Regions from separate parts of the Zea mays genome. Here region 2 is linked to region 1. A link is a contact called in public Hi-C data. All regions are on one chromosome and are shown on one strand. Each heading gives the region's core, a stretch centred on a gene start, on an enhancer-like site or on the middle of the called end of the contact. The rest is flanking DNA. Distances are from core to core; before and after follow the strand shown.

Evidence for each region. A called contact is a pair of places that touch in the nucleus more often than the background predicts.
Region 2: a contact with region 1 is called in a Hi-C map of leaf, with 2.1 times the contacts expected there. The contact joins the enhancer-like site here to the promoter of LOC100216734 in region 1. A contact is called at or near these places in 6 of 25 Hi-C or Micro-C datasets (bundle sheath, endosperm, leaf and 1 more).

What each region holds. Positions count from the first base shown.
Region 1 is chr4:31,146,252-31,151,425 of Zm-B73-REFERENCE-NAM-5.0, forward strand. It overlaps LOC100216734, which reads right to left and starts at 2,565. Exons shown (of 11, transcript NM_001320074.1): 1 at 2,331-2,565; 2 at 485-1,333; 3 at 201-376. The coding sequence starts at 1,118.
Region 2 is chr4:31,279,745-31,284,918 of Zm-B73-REFERENCE-NAM-5.0, forward strand. No RefSeq gene overlaps it. Among protein-coding and RNA genes, the nearest start is that of LOC103653034, 16 kb to the right of the region's middle. Within about 2 kb of position 2,712, at least 19 of the 20 cell types and tissues checked have an H3K27ac peak or open chromatin away from gene starts, as enhancers often do. A contact at or near this core is called in bundle sheath, endosperm, leaf and 1 more, where this site is marked.

The DNA of each region.
Region 1 (5,174 bases), core at 1,315-3,814:
AACTACCCACTGATTCATCAAGTTAAGCCAACACTGTGGAGAACAATGGTTAGATTGTATAGAAACTGCCATCAATGTAAGTTCAAGCGAAGAGGACATCATTAATACAAATTTATCCAGACTGCCAATGGATTCAGCAGTCAGCACACCACATTATTAGCTGGGCAGGAAGCAAGAAACATGTACGCATGAATGATTACCTGCAGGGCTTCTTGATATACTGCTCTCTCAGCGTAATCTAAGACCCTATTTTCAGGATTAAGGCGACTGTGTGTCTCAAAGCCCTTAGCAACTTCACTGTTATTAGAATTGGTTGCCTCAAACGTTGAAGGCAGTACCCTATGTGAGCTAGAACCTCCATATACAATGACATCATCTGCCATATAAAAAGGGGTAAAGATTAATCTTACTACAGAAAATCTACACCATTTTCCAATGCTTGTGTTATTGATCAAATTACATCATGTGATGCTAGCATACCCACCATCATCATCCACTTTATGGGTATTAAGTGTACTAGAAGTTCCTCTTGCCATTATTGAAGATGAAGGCTGCAAATTTCCATTGGCAATATTTGTCCCCATTCTGTTTTCACCAATATTTGGTGACTTTTTGGTGGATAAAGGCAGTGGGAGCTTGCGTGTTTCGCTAGCAACAATTGGATGCATAGATTTTGATGTGTTGCCATTTGAAAAGGATGATGGAAGGACCCTCTTGTTATTGTCATTTGCATCTGCTGTAGAACTGTTGTGCTTTTCCACTACGCTATCAATTCTACTGGAAGTAGAATGGCCCGGTCGCATAGCCATATAAGGATTTGCATGGGGATGAATCCTGTCCACTGAACCAAATGTATAACGACTACTCTCAGCATGTCTACCATTCGTAAGGGATGCTGGAAGAATCCTGTATTGACCATTGTTGTTCTCAGTAGGCTTAGTCGATGGTGGAGCAGGAGCGCTCCTTTGCCAATCTTCATCCTCAAAATTGATTATTCGTCCTTCAGCATTTTGATCAAGCCTTGCGATTGCAGACGCTGGCTGGTCGTCATCATCGAATATTGAGCCAATTGAGTCATCATCACTATCCGAAATAATAATGGCAGAGTTTTCATTCATATTGCCAGCAAGCACGTGCACTGTATATGTGTTCTTAGAACTTTGTTTTTCTTAGCATGACTAAACCATTCATGAACCAATGGTTTGCTTTCTATCTTACAGAAATAAACAGCACTTCCTTTTTTCAGATGATCACCAAGCTAAAAGAGAGAGCACACCACCCATCTCACAGTAGCACTCACAGTTATTCGAGTTACCCTCACTGTGGGAGTAACCTGCAGGAAGACCAAACATGTTATAGCTGACTAAATAACTAGTAGTCACAAAGCGGAACAGCAATAAGTGCATAACAGTGAGGAAGCTATATAGGTAACATAAAATAAACAACAGTGAAGGAACAAGATCTCTTCTGATCAGTGATATTAACCAAACAGCTCCCCAACATGTACAACATAGCCATTATATACTCCCTCCGTCCCAAAATAGCATTTGTTTTAACTCTGGATTTTTATAACTATATTCAAATAAATGATGAAGAATCTTGACACATCTATAAAACGCATACATCAAGTATTGTATGAATTCATTAATTACCTAAAACGAATTTTAATTTGGGACAGAGGGAGTATACAGCAGCATTCCAAGTTTTTGGAAAAACTGGTGTTAAGGAATCTATTGTTTCCGGCTAATGTGGCATGCACTGGAAGAGCAGTCCTAGATCAAAACCTGGATCGGATCAAATAAGCCCATTCAGCAATCATATATCCCATCCACAGATAAACAACCGGAGTACCGTACCAAATCTTACATGGCTGAGACCCCTGTGTTACCGACGGGATCAGCCAATCTGGCATGGGAGGCAGCTACTATAACCTATAATATAAAAATAAAATCCCCCAACCCGCCCCAGCCGGCGGAACCTCGGCGTGGGACACGAGTGCGCACCGAATCCCGCAAAATGGTTCTCGAAAATAGATTGAACCCATGCCCTCACTTAATTGGCAACTAAAACAGGTCCTACGGTGGCAAGCGATGCCGATCTTGCACGGCACGCAGCAGAAAAAAAGGAGGAGAATCTCATCGAATCAAACGATGTATTGAATGAATCGACAGGATTGGACTGGGGTAGTGTAACAAACAGCGCAACAATCCACGCACGTGTAAGAGGCGCAGAAAAGTTTCGGTTTTGATCGAGAGCAAAACCGACCCCTGGAACCACGAGCGAACCCACCCCACCTTCACCCATCACCCATGCGGGGCAAGCGGACTCACCACCGAGAAGGGAAGGGACTGAATCCACGCCCCAACGGATGGATCTCCGCTCCGCTGGATGGCTCAGATAAAGGGGCGGCGGCGCGGCGGAGGATCCACGGGAGAGCGAGGGCCTGCCTAGAAGGATGGAGCGAGGGAGACCGGCGCCGTTGCGGTCGGGGGATATTCAGTCCTTGCAACTGGCGAGGCGTTGCGGAGGAAGTGGCACAAGGGCCAGGCCCGAATGCAGCCAGTCAGGCTTTCGGCCGGCTGCATCTGTTTTTTTTTCAAGGCATTCCTCCATTAATCTCTTTTTTTTATCTCTTGTCGCCAAACCAGGCGTAAACCTACCATTGGTTAATCGCACCGTCTCATTCTGAACCACCATATGCATTGACTTTGTTAGAGTTTTTATTGACTGTATATATAAGACGCAAACTACACAAATGGATGTAAAACAAATCAATTTGAGACCATTTACTGCATTCCCGGATACGTCCAAAATGGTCGTACCAGGTCGGCCTGGCTCGCCCGAGCCTATGCATCCGCATGCAACCGTCCAAAGCGAATAGATCTTCTCTATTTTCTTGTCCATTAAACCAACTCTTAAGATGTTTGGAAGTGCTCTAGGTTTTAGCTTATGTATTTTATTTTATAATAAAATTTTAAATAGTTTTAAAGAATAATTTAAATTTAACTAATAAATAAAAGTCTACAACTTTAGCTCAACGATTTTCTGGTGCATCTAATGACTTGCTCCACCAAATTTTGTGGAGCTGGAACGGTCCCAAACACCCCCTTAATACCTCATTTGGATGTAGATATTGGAGCACATAATTAAGATTTGGAATCAAGTTTCCTGAATTATGTTGTTTGGTTTCACATGGAATTGAGATTTAGAATTAGAGACCCAATTCTTTGAAATTGGATTATAACTAGAAACTCTCTCTTACAATACAAAGTGTTACCCCTTTGAATATTTGTGTCGGCGTCTCGAGACCGGGGGGTCCCTAAGCCGACGAGTGAGTGTGCCGCGTGCCCCAGCCCAGATGGGTCGAGCGCGTGGGCGAGCGCGAAGGGGGGAAAGCGAGGTGGCCGGAGACGGGCGTGAGAGAGGTGGAAATCCCGCGGCCTTCGTGTTCGTCCCGCGCCCAGGTCGGGTGCGCTTGCAGTAGGGGGTTACAAGCGTCCACGCGGGTGAGGGAAGCGAGCGGCCCCAAGAGAGCGCATGTCCCGTCCTCGTCCCCGCGCGGCCAACCTTCTCTAAGAAGGCCCTAGTCCTTCCTTTTATAGGCGTAAGGAGAGGATCCAGGTGTACAATGGGGGTGTAGCAGAGTGCTACGTGTCTAGCGGGGGGAGAGCTAGCGCCCTAAGTACATGCCAATGTGGCAGCCGGAGAGATCTTGGCACCCTGCTGGTGTGATGTCGTGGTTGTCGGAGGAGCAACGGAGCCTGGCGGAGGGACAGCTGTCGGAGCGGTCGAGTCCTTGCTGACGTCCCCCTGCTTCCGTAAGGGAGCTGAGAGCCGCCGTCGTCACAGGGCTAGCGGGGCGCCATCATTGCCTATCTGGCGGAGCTAGCCAGATGGGACACTGGTCTTGTTCTCTGCGGCCCGAGTCGGATCGGGGTAGGGTGATGATGGCGCTTCCTGTTGACGTGGCTGGCCTGTGCCCTAGGTCGGGCGACGTGGAGGCTCCTCCGAAGCCGAGGTCGAATCTGTCTTCCATGGCCGAGGCCGAGCCCGAGCCCCTGGGTCGGGCGAGGCGGAGGTTGTTCGGTAGAGGCCAGGGCGGAGTCCGAGCCCTGGGGTCGGGCGAAGCGGAGTTCGTCGTCTTCTGGGGCTGAGCCCGAGTCCGAGCCCTGGGTCGGGCGGAGCGGAGTTCGTCGTCTTCCGGGGCTTAGCCCGAGTCCGAGCCCTGGGTCGGGCGGAGCGGAGTTCGCCGTCTTCCGGGGCTTAGCCCGAGTCCGAGCCCTGGGTCGGGCGGAGCGGAGTTCGCCGTCTTCCGGGGCTTAGCCCGAGTCCGAGCCCTGGGTCGGGCGGAGCGGAGTTCGCCGTCTTCCGGGGCTTAGCCCGAGTCCGAGCCCTGGGTCGGGCGGAGCGGAGTTTCCTATGGCGCCTTTGGCAGGGCCTGACTGCCTGTCAGTCTCACTCTGTCAAGTGGCGCTGCAGTCGGAGTGGCGCAGGCGGCGCTGTCCTTCTGTCAGACCGGTCAGTGGAGCGGCGAAGTGACGGCGGTCACTTCGGCTCTGCCGGGGGGCGCGCGTCAGGATAAAGGTGTCAGGCTACCTTTGCGTTAAATGCCCCTGCGACTCGGTCGGTCGGCGCGGCGATTTAGTCAGGGTTGCTTCTTAGCGAAGGCAAGGCCTCGGGCGAGCCGGAGATGTGTCCGCCGTTAAAGGGGGGCCTCGGGCGAGACGGAAATCCCTCGGGGTCGGCTGCCCTTGCCCGAGGCTAGGCTTGGGCGAGGCGTGATCGAGTCGCTCGTATGGACTGATCCCTGACTTAATCGCACCCATCAGGCCTCTGCAGCTTTATGCTGATGGGGGTTACCAGCTGAGAATTAGGCGTCTTGAGGGTACCCCTAATTATGGTCCCCGACAGTAGCCCCCGAGCCTCGAAGGGAGTGTTAGCACTCGCTTGGAGGCTTTCGTCGCACTTTTTTGCAAGGGGACCAGCCTTTCTCGGTTGCATTTTGTTCCGGTGGGTGCACGCGAGCGCACCCGCCGGGTGTAGCCCCCGAGGCCTCGGAGGAGTGGTTTCACTCCCTCGAGGTCTTAATGCCTTGCGTAATGCTTCGGCTGGTCTGGTTGTTCCCTCATGCGAACTGGCCGTAGCCCGGGTGCACGGTCGGGGCCCAAGTTCTC
Region 2 (5,174 bases), core at 1,462-3,961, 130 kb after region 1:
CCTGTCGTGAAGCAAGTGGGTACGGTGGCCAGCTCACAATCTCATCTGCGGTCATGATCTTTTCACTTGCCTGGTAATATCCACGCTGATCCATGCACGAATCTTCACGGTGAGCTCGAATCACCACGCCCGATCAGCGGCGGTGAGGTACAATGCACCAAGGATCTTCTTCAGCGCACTGTACCATGGCGATGTCCATTCAGCGCACCTGACAAAGCGATTTGAGGAGTTCCTTTCTCAAATTTTTATGTGACAACATGTTAATCTGACTACATCAAAGTTGTTGTCCATCATACCAGCTTCAACTTTGTTATAAGGTTCTTGCTCATACCTCCACTCGATCAAGCATAATTTGGTTCTAAAGTTGATCTAATGCCACTGTCAATCTAACTTTCAGACGAGCACACGACTGACGGCCCAACTTCCAGGCTATTTTGCTCTAATTCCTGTACAGCTCTAGGGCTCAATCACTTAATCAAACTTGGACTACTTTAATAGCTCTACAAATTTGTTGTAGTGACCCATGGCAAAATCCACATAGATCAAGAGATACATGGATCTAAAGTCAGCACAATATCACTATTTTTCAGAGTTAAGCATTTGGGTGCCTTTGGGACCTTTATGCAATTTATTCCAATTTGTTCCATAAAACTTGGAAATCTCCAAATGTAAAAGTTGCCTAGTTTTTGTTACTCTACCACTTTGATACATGCACTTTGGTCCAAAAGTGCATAGAAATTGGAGTCACCTCAAAAGGCACTAATTAGGGTTTATAGGGTCCTTATTAGGGTTTGAGTGTTCTAGGGTTTATGTGCCATTCAAACACTCTAAGTTTAGTCTCTTTTGAACATCTCCACTAACCTTTGAGTTCATACTCAAATTGTTATCTTTCACACCCACATGCTTCTAGTCCTTGGGTAAGTACCCTATCCTAGGGTTAAGGATCAATTCAAGTCATCACATCACAACTTGTTTTGAAATTTTTACCAAGTGGATGCACTCTAGGTGTAACATACATAATGAAATGCTAATGCATATGATGTCATGCCAAAGTTTTAGTTCTTGTAACACTAGGGGTGTTACACCCTACTCTATCATAACCTCGAGGTCGAGATTCTTTTTAAGGGGGTAGAATTTGTAACACCCCAAAATCCTGATTTTGGGTTTAGTAAAACTTCTATAAAAAAAGAATCAACGTAAAGTGTCTCCTGATGAAGAATTATACTTTGGAAGTTATCCTTTTTGAAATAAATTATAATATTGAAATATTGTTAGTTTAAAATTTGATCTAAACTTTGAAACTAAAAATTAACTTGAAACTCAGAACAATAAACAATAGAAAGTTGTTCAATTGATTAATTGTAACACCTCAGAATTCTATTTTGGGATTCTCCAAAGATTCTGACTTTGAGTATCTCTTAATAAGATAATTTGCTACATTTAAAATTACATCTCCAAAAAGGAATGTTTCTTAATAAAGATTAAATAAAAGGATTACAATATGAATTTAGTTATTTATTTATTGGATTATATATATATATATATTAATATATATATACTCTCTAAAGGATTTTAGGTACTAGAAATTATTTGTCTCAAATATTTAATTTTGGTATATGGAGTGCATATTCAAAAGTGTTTGCTTAAAATAGGATAATGTGTGAATTATTCTTTATAAAATTATATGCTTTGAAGCATGGATAAAAGAACTAATATAAATAAATACATAATTACTTATTTGCATCATGTCGAATTTTTGCTTGTGCATTCTAATTAAGGTTTGAAATTAAAACTTTACATGAATTTGCTTTAAGTTGGAAAAGAAAATAAAACTAAAATAAAAGAAAACAGAAAAAGAAAATAAAAAGAAAAGAGAACCCGTCTAGGTTGAATCCCACATCCTGGCCCAACTCGCCTCACCCCGTCGACCCAACCAGTTGGCCCATCCACTCGCGCGCACCCACACCATTGATCTCACCAACAGGCGGGGCCCGCTCCTCAGGATGTGGAACCGCGTTCGCGTCTGCTTCTCCTTGTTACACCATCGTGTGGACCCCCTTCGCCAGCACCTCGTTGTCGCACGCGTAGTCTCACTCTCTGACGCTGGCTTGTGGACTCATATTGCCAGATGCTTCCCTCACCTAGAGTCCGAGACGCAAGAGCCATACGCGATCTTTGTAACAAACTCCACTCATCGCAAATGCATGCCATGGATTCCGCCAGAGTTCGGTTGAGATTGACTCTACCCCCCCTCTAGGCTCTATGCCATATAACCTCAGGGCATGCCCCGCACTTCATCACAACGACGAACACAGAGATGCCGAGAGCAGAGAAGGAGAAGATGAGGGCCGCTACGTCGTTGTCTCGGAAGGGCATCATCGGGGTCTTGGCGAGTGTCTTTGGGGAATCACGATGACGCATGGAAGTTATACCTACCCTTAATTCAACGCATGGGTGGTCGGGGCATGGGCAATTTCTCGCCGGAGTCAACTGTGCTGCCGCCAATCTGCCCCGCACTATGGCCAAGGGGACGTTGATGCCCCAGCCACTCGTACGTATCCCTGAATGTGTTCGCTAGGACCACCGCTTGTTTTCGTAGCTAGTAGCCTAGAAAATCATGCACCAGGGCGTGAGGATGTGTCGAACCGATGGACTCACCACCGCGGGAAGGGAGAAGCACCTAACCGTTTGATCTAAACAGACGGTTCAGATTAGAGCTCGCGTACCCTTTCACTTAATGGAATCTGGACTTTCGAATCTAGATCCAGTGGTTATCATAGCATACCGGTTCGGGATTTAATTGGGGCCATAGGATCAAGATCTCGCGGCTTTGGTTAAACCGTGCAGTTTAGCCATGGTTTTTTATCTTTAGAAAGAGAGGATTTAACCCGTCGTCCGTGTTAGTTCCAAGAAACTTACAAACAGGTACTGGTTTACCACGGATAGGTCCCTGAAATTTATATTTTAATTAAAAACAGTCCTAAAACTTATTTAGCTCATATTTTTCTCATTTTTACTTCGATTTGGTCTGTTCCCGTTGCGATAGCTTCATGATTAAATTTTCTATGCATTAACAACATTATTTTATCATGCAACATGTTATAAAAAAATAAATAACTAATTTATTCAACCTATGTTTATTAAAGTAACTCCTCTAATCTAAGTTAATGTTGCATTTTAATTTGGGCCATCTATAACTTGACTAAAGTATAATCTCTAATCAAATTATAACTTAGATTAAAGTTGAATTAGCTATTTATTTAAAATATCTTTCTCACATGATTTATATTGCTAAAGATCAACCTAGAACCTGTTTTCATAGTTAATCACGTAGATCTTCCAAAAACTATATCCTTTTAACCATAACTTTGATCTTAGTGATTCTCGAACCTATGACCTCGTAGTGATGTATAAAATATTAATGTGTGGTTTGTTTCTATCTTTGGTGTAATATCATTTTTACCTATTACATGTATGTCTATATGTATTGTTATGCATAGAAGCGAGGTGACAGAGGAAGTTGAAGCCCAATTATTGGGGAAGAACCTGAATACCTGGAATCACAAGTATAAGTGTGTTATATATATATATATATATATATATATATATATATATATATAACCCTGGGCTTCAAATAACTAAAGAAAGCCTAAGCCAGACACTAGGCTATGCGGTCCAATCCAACCAAGTTTTGGCGTCTATAAAATGAGTCCTAGACCACTAGGGTTCATTTTTTACGCCCCCATCCTAATGCACGAGCGACGGCGACGGTTCCTCGAGGCACGAGTGGCGACAGCGGCCTTGGAGTCGCCCGTAGCGGCGATGGCGGCCCTGGAGGCACGAGCGAGCGACGCGCGCCCCTCATTCGTCGACGGCGGCTACCCAAGGCGTGAGAGGCGATGATGGCCCCGAAGTGATGGCAGTGATGGCCCCCTCCGGCAATCGCGCGAGGGACCGCCATTTCCGGCAATGGTGGTCATGCAAAGCTCGGGTGGCTCCGCTGGCAACGACGGTTGCGCGAGGCACGGGCTGCGAGGCTTGGCGATATGTACGACGGTTCGGGCGTGCTTCGGTGACCAACTCCTCCGATCCGATGGTCTCGGCGGCGTCCTCCGGCGACAACCTCCTTCAGTCCATTGTTTATGCATGCGAATGTTGGTTGAGCCTATACTAGGATTTTTTTCATTGATTATGATGTACGGTATAGTTATTTATGTAACTTTCTATAACGATATATGCTTTGTGCGATATCAGCCATTCAATTTTTGCGTGTATGTTATGGGAACGAAAATGTCATTCAAAATTCGTGCGTATGCAGTGGGAACTCAAACGAGCTGCCATAATTTTTGGATCTGCATAAAAATAGGAACGCATGCATGTTCTTATTCGTTGTCGTAATTTTCCAATCTGTACAAAAATAGGAACCGCATACATGTTGGATCAGTATTTACGCTCATATTGTATGTGTTTACTCTCAAAATTGAAGATTTTTATGTTCGAACATGGAGATGCAGTGAACCGAATGCCAAATTTTTACGCATGTACCGCATTGCATAAATAACTACACTATGTAGCATAGTTAGTATCAATATATATCATAAACTGGTTCTAACGAGACTAACTACATAGGTGTTGGAGCGATCATATATTTAAGAAAAAAATAAAGCATTTAAATATGTTTTTTTTTGTTTCCATGCATACCAATTCATTTCCTTTCATCGCAACATTACTATCCTCCTAAATTTGTATGCATGCAGCAGAAAATATATTTTTACACAGTGTACTGCATTGCATAAATACATAATCGTATAGCATAATTAGTATCAGTATATATCATAAACTAATTCTAACGAGTATAGTTGCATAATTGTTTGAACGATCTTATATTTATAGAACCATTCAATTTTTGCGCGCATGCAGTGGAAACCAAAATATCATCCAAAATTTACACACATGCAATGAAAATTATCACGATCTGCCATAATTATTGAATCACCATAAAAATAGGATCCGCACACACCTGTATTGGACGCGGACCAGGAGGTGGCTGGGGCTTTCTGTAACTATTGGAAACCCCAGACTCCCAATATACCAACCATATATATATATCTTATAATTTAAAAAGGATATAGTAATTTATATAACAGGATATAACTTTTTTTCTCTCAGAAACA